Linked DNA regions of Mus musculus: region 1 is linked to region 2. A link is a contact called in public HiChIP or PLAC-seq data. All regions are on one chromosome and are shown on one strand. Each heading gives the region's core, a stretch centred on a gene start, on an enhancer-like site or on the middle of the called end of the contact. The rest is flanking DNA. Distances are from core to core; before and after follow the strand shown.

What was found. HiChIP or PLAC-seq counts read pairs in DNA pulled down with a chosen protein or histone mark.
Region 1: a BATF HiChIP or PLAC-seq map of CD8 T cells shows a contact between it and region 2, with 7 read pairs. The contact joins the enhancer-like site here to the promoter of Nipal1 in region 2. A contact is called at or near these places in 2 of 15 datasets of contacts at CTCF or cohesin (CD8 T cells and the NIH/3T3 cell line), 2 of 484 Hi-C or Micro-C datasets (effector CD8 T cells and natural killer cells), 6 of 115 datasets of contacts at active chromatin or transcription factors (CD8 T cells, double positive thymocytes, pancreatic cancer cells and 2 more) and 3 of 9 other capture datasets (adipose tissue, liver and pancreatic islet).

What each region holds. Positions count from the first base shown.
Region 1 is chr5:72,728,458-72,732,832 of GRCm38.p6, reverse strand. Txk (TXK tyrosine kinase) reads left to right here. Exons shown (of 15, transcript NM_001122754.2): 5 at 1,004-1,069. Among named protein-coding and RNA genes, the nearest start is that of Txk, 22 kb to the left of the region's middle. Within about 2 kb of position 1,617, at least 12 of the 459 cell types and tissues checked have an H3K27ac peak or open chromatin away from gene starts, as enhancers often do. A contact at or near this core is called in CD8 T cells and effector CD8 T cells, where this site is marked.
Region 2 is chr5:72,646,350-72,650,491 of GRCm38.p6, reverse strand. It overlaps Nipal1 (NIPA-like domain containing 1), which reads right to left and starts at 2,696. Exons shown (of 6, transcript NM_001081205.1): 1 at 2,559-2,696. The coding sequence starts at 2,604.

The sequences.
Region 1 (4,375 bases), core at 368-2,867, 83 kb before region 2:
TTATAAAGAGAACAAGCAGGTATCTATCTGGGAGGAGGGACATTGGAGGGGGACGAGGAGGAAGGGGGTTAGCACAGATCTTGAAATGTGTAACAGGTACCTGTGATACTGAGGGAGCCTGGAGGCTGACTTAGGTTTTGCTAGGCAGCCACAGGTAGCCATTTGTCCCCTCTGCCAGAGGTAAGGAACATGATTCCTTTGGACAGGTGGGGACCGGTTTCTTAAGTTCCTAAAGAATGCTGACTTTTATGTCACCTCCAGAAATCCTCCCGTAGTCCATGTTGAACTGAGCTTAGATTCAATTTTAGATGAGTCAGTTAGCCTTTCCTGTTCTTTGGGGGTTGGGGAATGGTGTACTTTTTGAACCCAAAGGAGACAATGAAGAATTTGGCAGTGTTTTTTATAAACCCTATACGTTTAACTGCAAAAAAAAAAAAAAAAAAAAAAGCTAATTGCTTGTTTTTAAGTCTGAGGCATCCCAACCTGGAGTGATGCCCAATTACACATCCTCGACCTACAACGCCCTTCCCAGGGAACAGAGCATGCTGAGTCTGAACTCTGAAATGGAACAATCCATGTTGAGTCTAAACTCAGAACCACACCCACTTTTCCTTTAAAATGCATCTTGGCATATTGGAACTGGGCTCGGTGGCAGCTGCCTGAAACCCTAGTACTCTTGAGGTGGCTGGGAATTTAAGGTCAGCCTGGGCTACAGGATTCATTTATTTCAACAAAAGAAAAGAAAATGGGGTTATCTAATCTCTTAAAATAGTTTATTTGTAAGTCAGGATCTTGCTATCTACTGTAGAGAGGTTTCTGTAGAGTTGGAAGGTAGAAACATTTTTATCTTTTTAACAGTGTAACAAGTAAGATGCTTTTTTTTTCTTTGATTCCTCCCTACTTCTTCCCAGGGTAGGGATGGGGTTGACTGCATAACTGTTGTCTCAGTAATGTTACCAACCGGTTTTCCATCTTGAGTCTTTTGTTTTGTGTTATGTTGTAGGAATGAAGGCTTAATCCCAAGCAACTATGTGACAGAAAACAGACTCGCCAACTTAGAAATCTATGAGTAAGTTCCCTTAACAAGACCGCACTGTGATTAACGTTGGAAAATCAGAGAGCTACTGAGAACTTTGAAGTATAGACAGTTTTCAAGTTTGTAAAAGAAAAAGAAAGTAACACATTTGATAGTCTTAGCAATGAAGAGACCTCTGATTATTACCACAGTTGCTTCTGAAAATCCTTCTTAAGCTCGTATTTGTTGTGTTTGGCATGGCCATGCCTTAGGTACACTGATACATGTGTCATACTGTGTGTCCTAGACAGAGCGTTTATTTTTCAAAATGACAGAAGGTAAATCTGACAGTCTGCACTACCTGGTTCTCAGATGTTGGCTCTTGTTTTGTTATGTTTTAGAAGTAACTGAGGAGAAGAGATAGACTAATGATATCGTTTGAAAGAACCTTAAGTATGCTTAGTAAATGTATGCTTTAAAAACCTTCCTCTCTTTTAGATAACAATTATAACTTTAGAGTAGAGAGGTCTGAGCAGTGACTTTGTAGATCTCACTCTTCTGGTGAAAATGTAAGGTTGATAGATTAAATCACAGCTACAACGTGACAGAGCTCTTCCTGTGTTTTTATAAAGTTAGATTCTCAGTTTGGCTTCATGCTCCCTCCTCCCTTTGGGTGCTCATCTTGTTTTTGTTTGTTTGTTTGTTTTGTTATGTTTTATTAGATATTTTCTCCATTTACATTTCAAATGCTATCCTGAAAGTCCCCTATACCTTCCCCCCACCCTCCTCCCCAACCCACCCACTCCTGCTTCCTGGCCCTGGCATTCCCTTGTACTGGGGCATATAATCTTCGCAAGACCAAGGGCCTCTCCTCACAATGATGGCCAACTAGGCCATCTTCTGCTACATATGCAGCTAGAGACACGAGCTCTGGGGGTACTGGTTAGTTCATATTGTTGTTCCATCTATAGGGTTGCAGTCCCCTTCAGCTCCTTGGGTACTTTCTCTAGCTCCTCCATTGGGGACCCTGTGTTCCATCCAATAGATGACTGTGAGCATCCACTTCTGTATTTGCCAGGCATTGGCATAACCTCACAAGAGATAGCTATATCAGGGTCCTGTCAGCAAAATCTTGCTGGAATATGCAGTAGTGTCTGGGTTTGGTGGCTGTTTATGGGATGGATCCCCAGGTGGGGCAGTTTCTAGATGGTCCTTCCTTCCGTCTCAGTTCATCTTATAACTAGCATATGCAGCTAACAGGCATTAGTTTGTGATAAGAGTAGTGGTGTCAAGTATTTCTTGAGAGAAGAAATGTAGAGGAAGATACTTCCTTGGCCTCGCTACTCATTTAGTTTAGATTCAGTACAGCTTTCCCTAAAATAGCTCCCATTCCAAAAGTTTAGGTGAATATGCAGGGTCATCTTTGAGCATAGATAAAGACGGTTCCAGGGCACGAGGCACATCTGATAGGTTTTCCCAGACTGCTCTGGTGGCTTGCTCTTCCTCCCTCGAACCAAGCTTTTCAGCTTCATCACCAAGTGTCTTCACTCTTTCCTGTCTCAAATGTCCTTTCTGTTGACCTGACCCTTTAGCTTAAGATTCCAGTCTCCACTCTCCACCCCTTTGGGGGACTGAGCCACCTCTCTTAGAAAACAGTGTGGTGGTGATTTGTGGTCACTCAAGCCTGCCCCATGAGATCTCAGTGCTCTCCTGTGCTGAAGCTGGCCAACACCACAAGCCTAGTTGAAAGGAGACTGTGTATGAAAACCAACCCAGAACAATTAGAAAAATAGGCCATTTTTTCAATTGTTGTTCAAGTCTGGAATTTTCGTTGTGACCAAATGGACACTCACTGCCAGCGAAGCCACTTTTGTTTCTTTCTGCCATGTCTCATTTGCTCTTTGCTTCCTCTGTTTAGACTAAGCTGTGCCTCTGATTTTAGACTGGCTTATACTGTAGATACCAAATGAACACCTCTACGGTTAGAATCTCCATTTCGTTTCTCTGGGTTCCGGTTTACATGAATTTTAAAACCATGCTTTTTACTGATTCAAATTTTAGGAAGGTTCACTAAATTTTATTTCTTTTTAAAACAGGTGCATTGACATAGGAGTATAATAGTTATCGTAATTAATCACTAGAACTTATCGATCACTTATTCTTTTATGATGACTACACAAAAGAATCTCTGTAGGTGGAGTTACTGGGTGCAAGAGCAACCGAGTACAAACTATAGTGTCATCATTAGAATGCTTTGTTTCTGGGCAACATTTCGTACTATCTCTGAATGCTCTAATAAGTGGGGACACCTACATCATGTGGTACATAGTAACATTCAATACAGTCTAGTGATTATGGTTATATCTGTGAACAGTGGAGACCATGGGCAAGTCCTTTATAGTTTGCCCCACCCTACCTCGTTTTGCCGGTAGCCAGCATGTCCTAGTTACTTTAGCATCTGAATTCCGTTTACATGTTCAATCCCATTTGTGGTGCTCTGGGGATGTATCTGATCTCCATCCCTTTGAGCCCTGGGGATACAATTTAGAACATATAGAGCTTTCCTTGTATGAATGGGGCTTACAGTTAACAGAGGAAACAGACATTAGAACAAATATATAATTCTAAATTATAGTGTTAAATTGTAGTTCTAAAAGAGTAGTGTAGGATATTACAGGAGAAACCGGCGGGGGGGGGGGGTGGTGGTGGTGGTGATCAAGGTGTATGGGAGATTTGGGTTAGGGAAAGTGACATGAGCTCTCTAGGTGGTAGGAGGCAGCTTGAAAGGTGACAGAGGACTTCTGCTACCCTGGGGAAAGAAACACTGATATATAGAAAGATTGATGACTGCTTTTGTTTTAAACACACACCCAAATTATCAACAGACTGCTGTACTAACACAATTTTTCAGTAAGCTTTTGCATTTAACAGACCGATCCTGATAAATTATTTATAAATTTGAATAAATACAAGTAATCATTGAAATTCACGAAAGGTACTTAAATATTTAGTGAGACTTATGAACCCAGTTAATTAAACTTTCTGAAACATCGGATTTGCATTAACAAACTGGATATAGTCAGTTATGGTTTTAAGTACCTCACACGATTGGCACAGCAAATGCATAGTTGTACTAAGTCCTGTGTAAGTCCTTTAAATGATGTTGGAAAGTTGAATGTTTAAATGATGTGGGAAATTAAGTTCTCCTAACTCTGCAAATATTTACAAATGAGTTAAATTCTCGTTTGCTGCAAATAACAAGTTTAGAACTAATTATGCATTTGATTTTTTTTTTTTTGAGACAGGGTTTCTCTGTATAGCTCTGGTTGTCCTGTAACTCACTTTGTAGACCAGGCTGGC
Region 2 (4,142 bases), core at 1,447-3,946:
ATGCCTGGTATCCTCAGAGGTCAGAAAATGGTGTCTGATACCCTGGAACTAGAGTTATAGATGAGTGCGAACTGTCTCGTGGCTGCCGTAATCAAGCTCATGCCCTCTGAAAGGGCAGTCAGTGCACTTGACCACTGAGCCATCTCTCTAGCTCCTGATTTCTTTTCTTAAAACCAAAGACATTCAGGTCAGGAAGACAGGAAAGGTCAGCTTTAAATATCACAGGCATTTTCCCTCTGTTGTCAAGCTATGGTCTGGACAAGTGGCTTCACTCCATGAAAGAAAACTTTGAAAACCCTTGATTCTCCTCTGCCTGAAGCTTGCTTTTTGAACCCCAAGTCAGCTAAGAGCTCCTTAGACGTGAGAATTTATGAATGTCCTTTTGGCAGCCCAGGATATCTGCCCTTGAGCCCATCATAACATCACTTCCACGGTCCCTGACACAAAATGTGTGTTCCAGGGGATGGCTGTTAAGTCTGGCATTCGGTTTCCCCAGGGCCGTGTTTCCTCTGCTAATAAAAGCGGTTTTGGCTGTTGAAGTTGATTTGAGTTCTGTTAGAACACTTGCAAATAGTACTGAAACCAAATTAGAAAAAAAAAACTTTGAGTATTTAAGTTTGTCTTTTTATTTTGTGATAATTTGGGATTATAAGATCTTTTGAAGTATTCAGTCATGGTTTTAAAAGTCAAAATCAAAGTACTACTGTAACTTTTGGGGGGCATCTTATGAAACGACTTTATCCTCAGACTCCATGATTAGCTCATCATTTTGATCTCGGGTAGATTAAAAACTTTCTCTAGAGGATCTGGGCCACCCAATCTGCAGACCACCTCCAGCTTCAGTACATTGACTGTTAGACTTTGTCACAGCTCTACACTCTCAAGTCATTTGCTTCTCGGAATGTCCTGTCATCAGGGTAGTAAACAGATTGGGAGTGCTAGCATTGAAGGCCAGACTGATGACAGTCCTTTAGGACCTAGGCCAGTGCTCGGCTCACAGGATTCTTGTTCATCACCTCAAACAAATCAAGGAAAACCAGACTCCATTTAAGACCCGCCAGGGTTCTGCCCTGTAGATTTCCTGAGGTAACCCAGTGCTACCTACTCTGTCAACAAGATTTCTTCCTACTTTAGAGAGGAAGAAAGAGAGCCAAGTGGATACACTAGGCCTAAAACCTAGTCTCCTACTACTGAAATTACAGATTGGCCTCTCCCATCTTTCCCAGTACCTTCCTGCACGGTTAATCATCGGGTGACACAGAGCTCCAATACTTCTTGTAGTTACTAAATGCATGAGCAAAGCAGGAAAAATATCCAGAGGTCAAATGAGTGGGTGCAATCTGCTCTCAGATCCTTGAACAAACAAGGGCAGGGTGCATTAGTGACGATCTGACTTGGCAGCTCCAGAATTATTTAGAAAAGGGACCAACTGCCACTAAGCGCATGACTGTCTAGGAAACAACCCTAGATGCAGCTGCCTTAGGGATACCGGTCTCAATGTGGGGATAGTTTGTGAATTGTTGCACATTTTCTTTTACACACCTTTCCCCTTTCTTACTAGCTGGGATTTGATGAGTCCTCTCTCTTCTTCTGTCTCTCCCCCCTTTTCTTTCTATTCCCTCGTTAAGTTATAAGCTGGAAAGGCCAAGAAGCAAGGACACGAATCTCTACAACACGAGGAGCTGTAGTTACATGGTCGTAGCATTAGGCTGGGAAGCACTCACTGTAAGGCACAGGTCTTACCAGACAGCTTCTTTGAGTCGTTAGCAAGTAGGTTAGAAATGACCTGACACCAGTGGGGATTAAAAAAAAAACCGATAATTTCGTTTGCAATGCACATTTCCCAAGGTTGCCCCACCTTTCCCCTTACTTCCATTCAGTTTTCTCTGACCTTCTGTGTAGAGACTGCAAGAAGCCAGTGGAAGTGAGGAACATCTGGCAAAGGTCAAGGGGTGGGGCCCAGGGGTTTTACCAGGCAAGGTGTGGGCTGGAAATCCCAGTCTAGCCCTGAGGAAGAACTAACAAAAGGGCACTCCCAGTTCCCTGTTGGAGTAGTCACCCTACTCAAAGGATTGCCCAGTAAGTCATACCTGAGCGATCTCTCCGTGGGACTCAGGCACAGTGTGTTCAGGGAGCACTGTGGGAAGCCCACGGGATCCCCGGCACGCCCTCTGCCATGTACTCCGGAGTTGAGGCTGAGCCAGGAAACCTCCTCCTGGATCAAACCCTGGAATCTGCCCTCAGCAAGCATCCTGAATTTCCCTGCCACACACTCAGTAGGACGTAATCAACATTGAGCCAGCCGGGGGACTAAGTGGGCGTCACTTCTGTCCTGCTCCGACTTGGGCTTCCCCACAGAGTCTGGAGTGCAGTGGGCTCAGCTAAGTATTTACTGTCCCGTTGGTGGGACAGCCGACTGGACGACTGGAATACTAAATGATTAGAAGACGGCGCGTTAAGAATCCGCACATTTTTCTGAGTCTAGTTTTGAGACCTCGCATCTGGGCTCCCAGCTACCCAAGTGACCCAACTGTCCCACCGCTGGGACTGACACTCACCTTCATGGCAGGGCTCTCCGGGTGGCAGCCTCAGCTGTACCCCCATGGCCTGGGGACCGGGCTTCCTCTGTGCTAGCAATAGTTTCTCACACACCAGTGTCCCGGGACCCGCTTTCGTTCCGGCGGATCGGTGGAGTCAGCGAAGGGTGTGCGCTGCCTCCGCCCCCGTGGCAGGCTCAGCCAATGAGAGTGACTGGGTGGGGCATGGGGTGGTTTGAGGCTCATTTTCCGCCCACCGCTCGCTCATCGCCGCAGAAGTTCCTTCAGTCACCGGTGTCTGCAGGGTGGACCCGGGAGCTGCACAGGTGCTTAGTCCAGAAACACCTGCCAGGAGGAGATGAGGTTACAGCGTGGATGCTGCCGAAGTCACTCGGGGAATTTAGTGATGGAGAGGCTGTCCCGAGGCCCCCTTCTGGTTGTCCTGGAGCAGACGAAGTGCTGGCCAACGTCAGTGGGTCTTTCTCATCACTGGCTTTTGTGGCACAAGGCGCTGTCTGCTGGAGTTCTGTGCTGAGTCCATGCTAAAGTTTATTCTGGGATTTTTTTCGAACAGGCTTGGTGCTTCTGCTCTCTCGTGCACGCCGTTGTCCTCCTTGTCTTACAATACCCGTGCTTACCTGTTTTCAACAATCAGGCATTTCCCTCTCCACCCACCCAGCTGCCTTATCCCCACGCCCAGTCGTATATGAAATAAGCTTTTCAGGGATCAGCAATGCCCAAACTGAGAAGACCTGTTCCCACGCTGAAGTTCATGATATTCCAGCAGTACACTACATAACATGCATGAGTCAACTCATTACAATTTACAGCACAATTTATTAACTACAGTTTGCAGGTGAGGGATAAGGATAAGGTAGAGAAAGCGGTGAAGTAACTTAGTCACGAGGTATTTATTATGCCTCATGAAGTGGTCACACTTACTGCTGAAGCCCTCAGCCGGAAGAGCCGAGATTGTGTGTTTTTCTGGGGTGCCTTTGCGCTTGACTGCTGTACCCCCATAGGCTCTAGGTATTCACGAACAGCTAGAATTAACTTTATTGCCTAAGAGTTTCACTGCAGAGATCCATCTTGCTTTTCTTGTTTTCAGGTTTATGAGACAAAACTTAAAACCAAATTAGTCAGTAGTTTAAGATGCATACTTTTTGTCTATGGGCATGACCTGTGGAAAAAGAATGGGGGAGGGGCAGGATCAGGTGGAAGTGGCAAAGACGGTTTAAGCCAGTTTTGAATTGGAAGCCTTGTGAAGTAGACATCTACTTAGATGCTTTCTTTGGACATCAGATTTCACGTTTTGTCTTCACCATAGACTGGCAATGATAATAAATCTGATCCCAGGTACTTCTTACTATTTAACAAACATCAGTTACAATGTGGCAAACCCTAACCCTAAGCACTTTATAAAAAATTGTTTAATTTATATTAAAAGCATTCAAAATGATAATAGCTGTTGTTATTTTCCACTTTATGCTTTATATCTTCACTTAAAAAAAGCCTTGAGAATGTTCCTTTGAGATTCATGAGTTTTCTTTGTTTGCACACGAATGCACACGTGTGTATGCAGGTGCACATGCGGGTGTGCCTGTG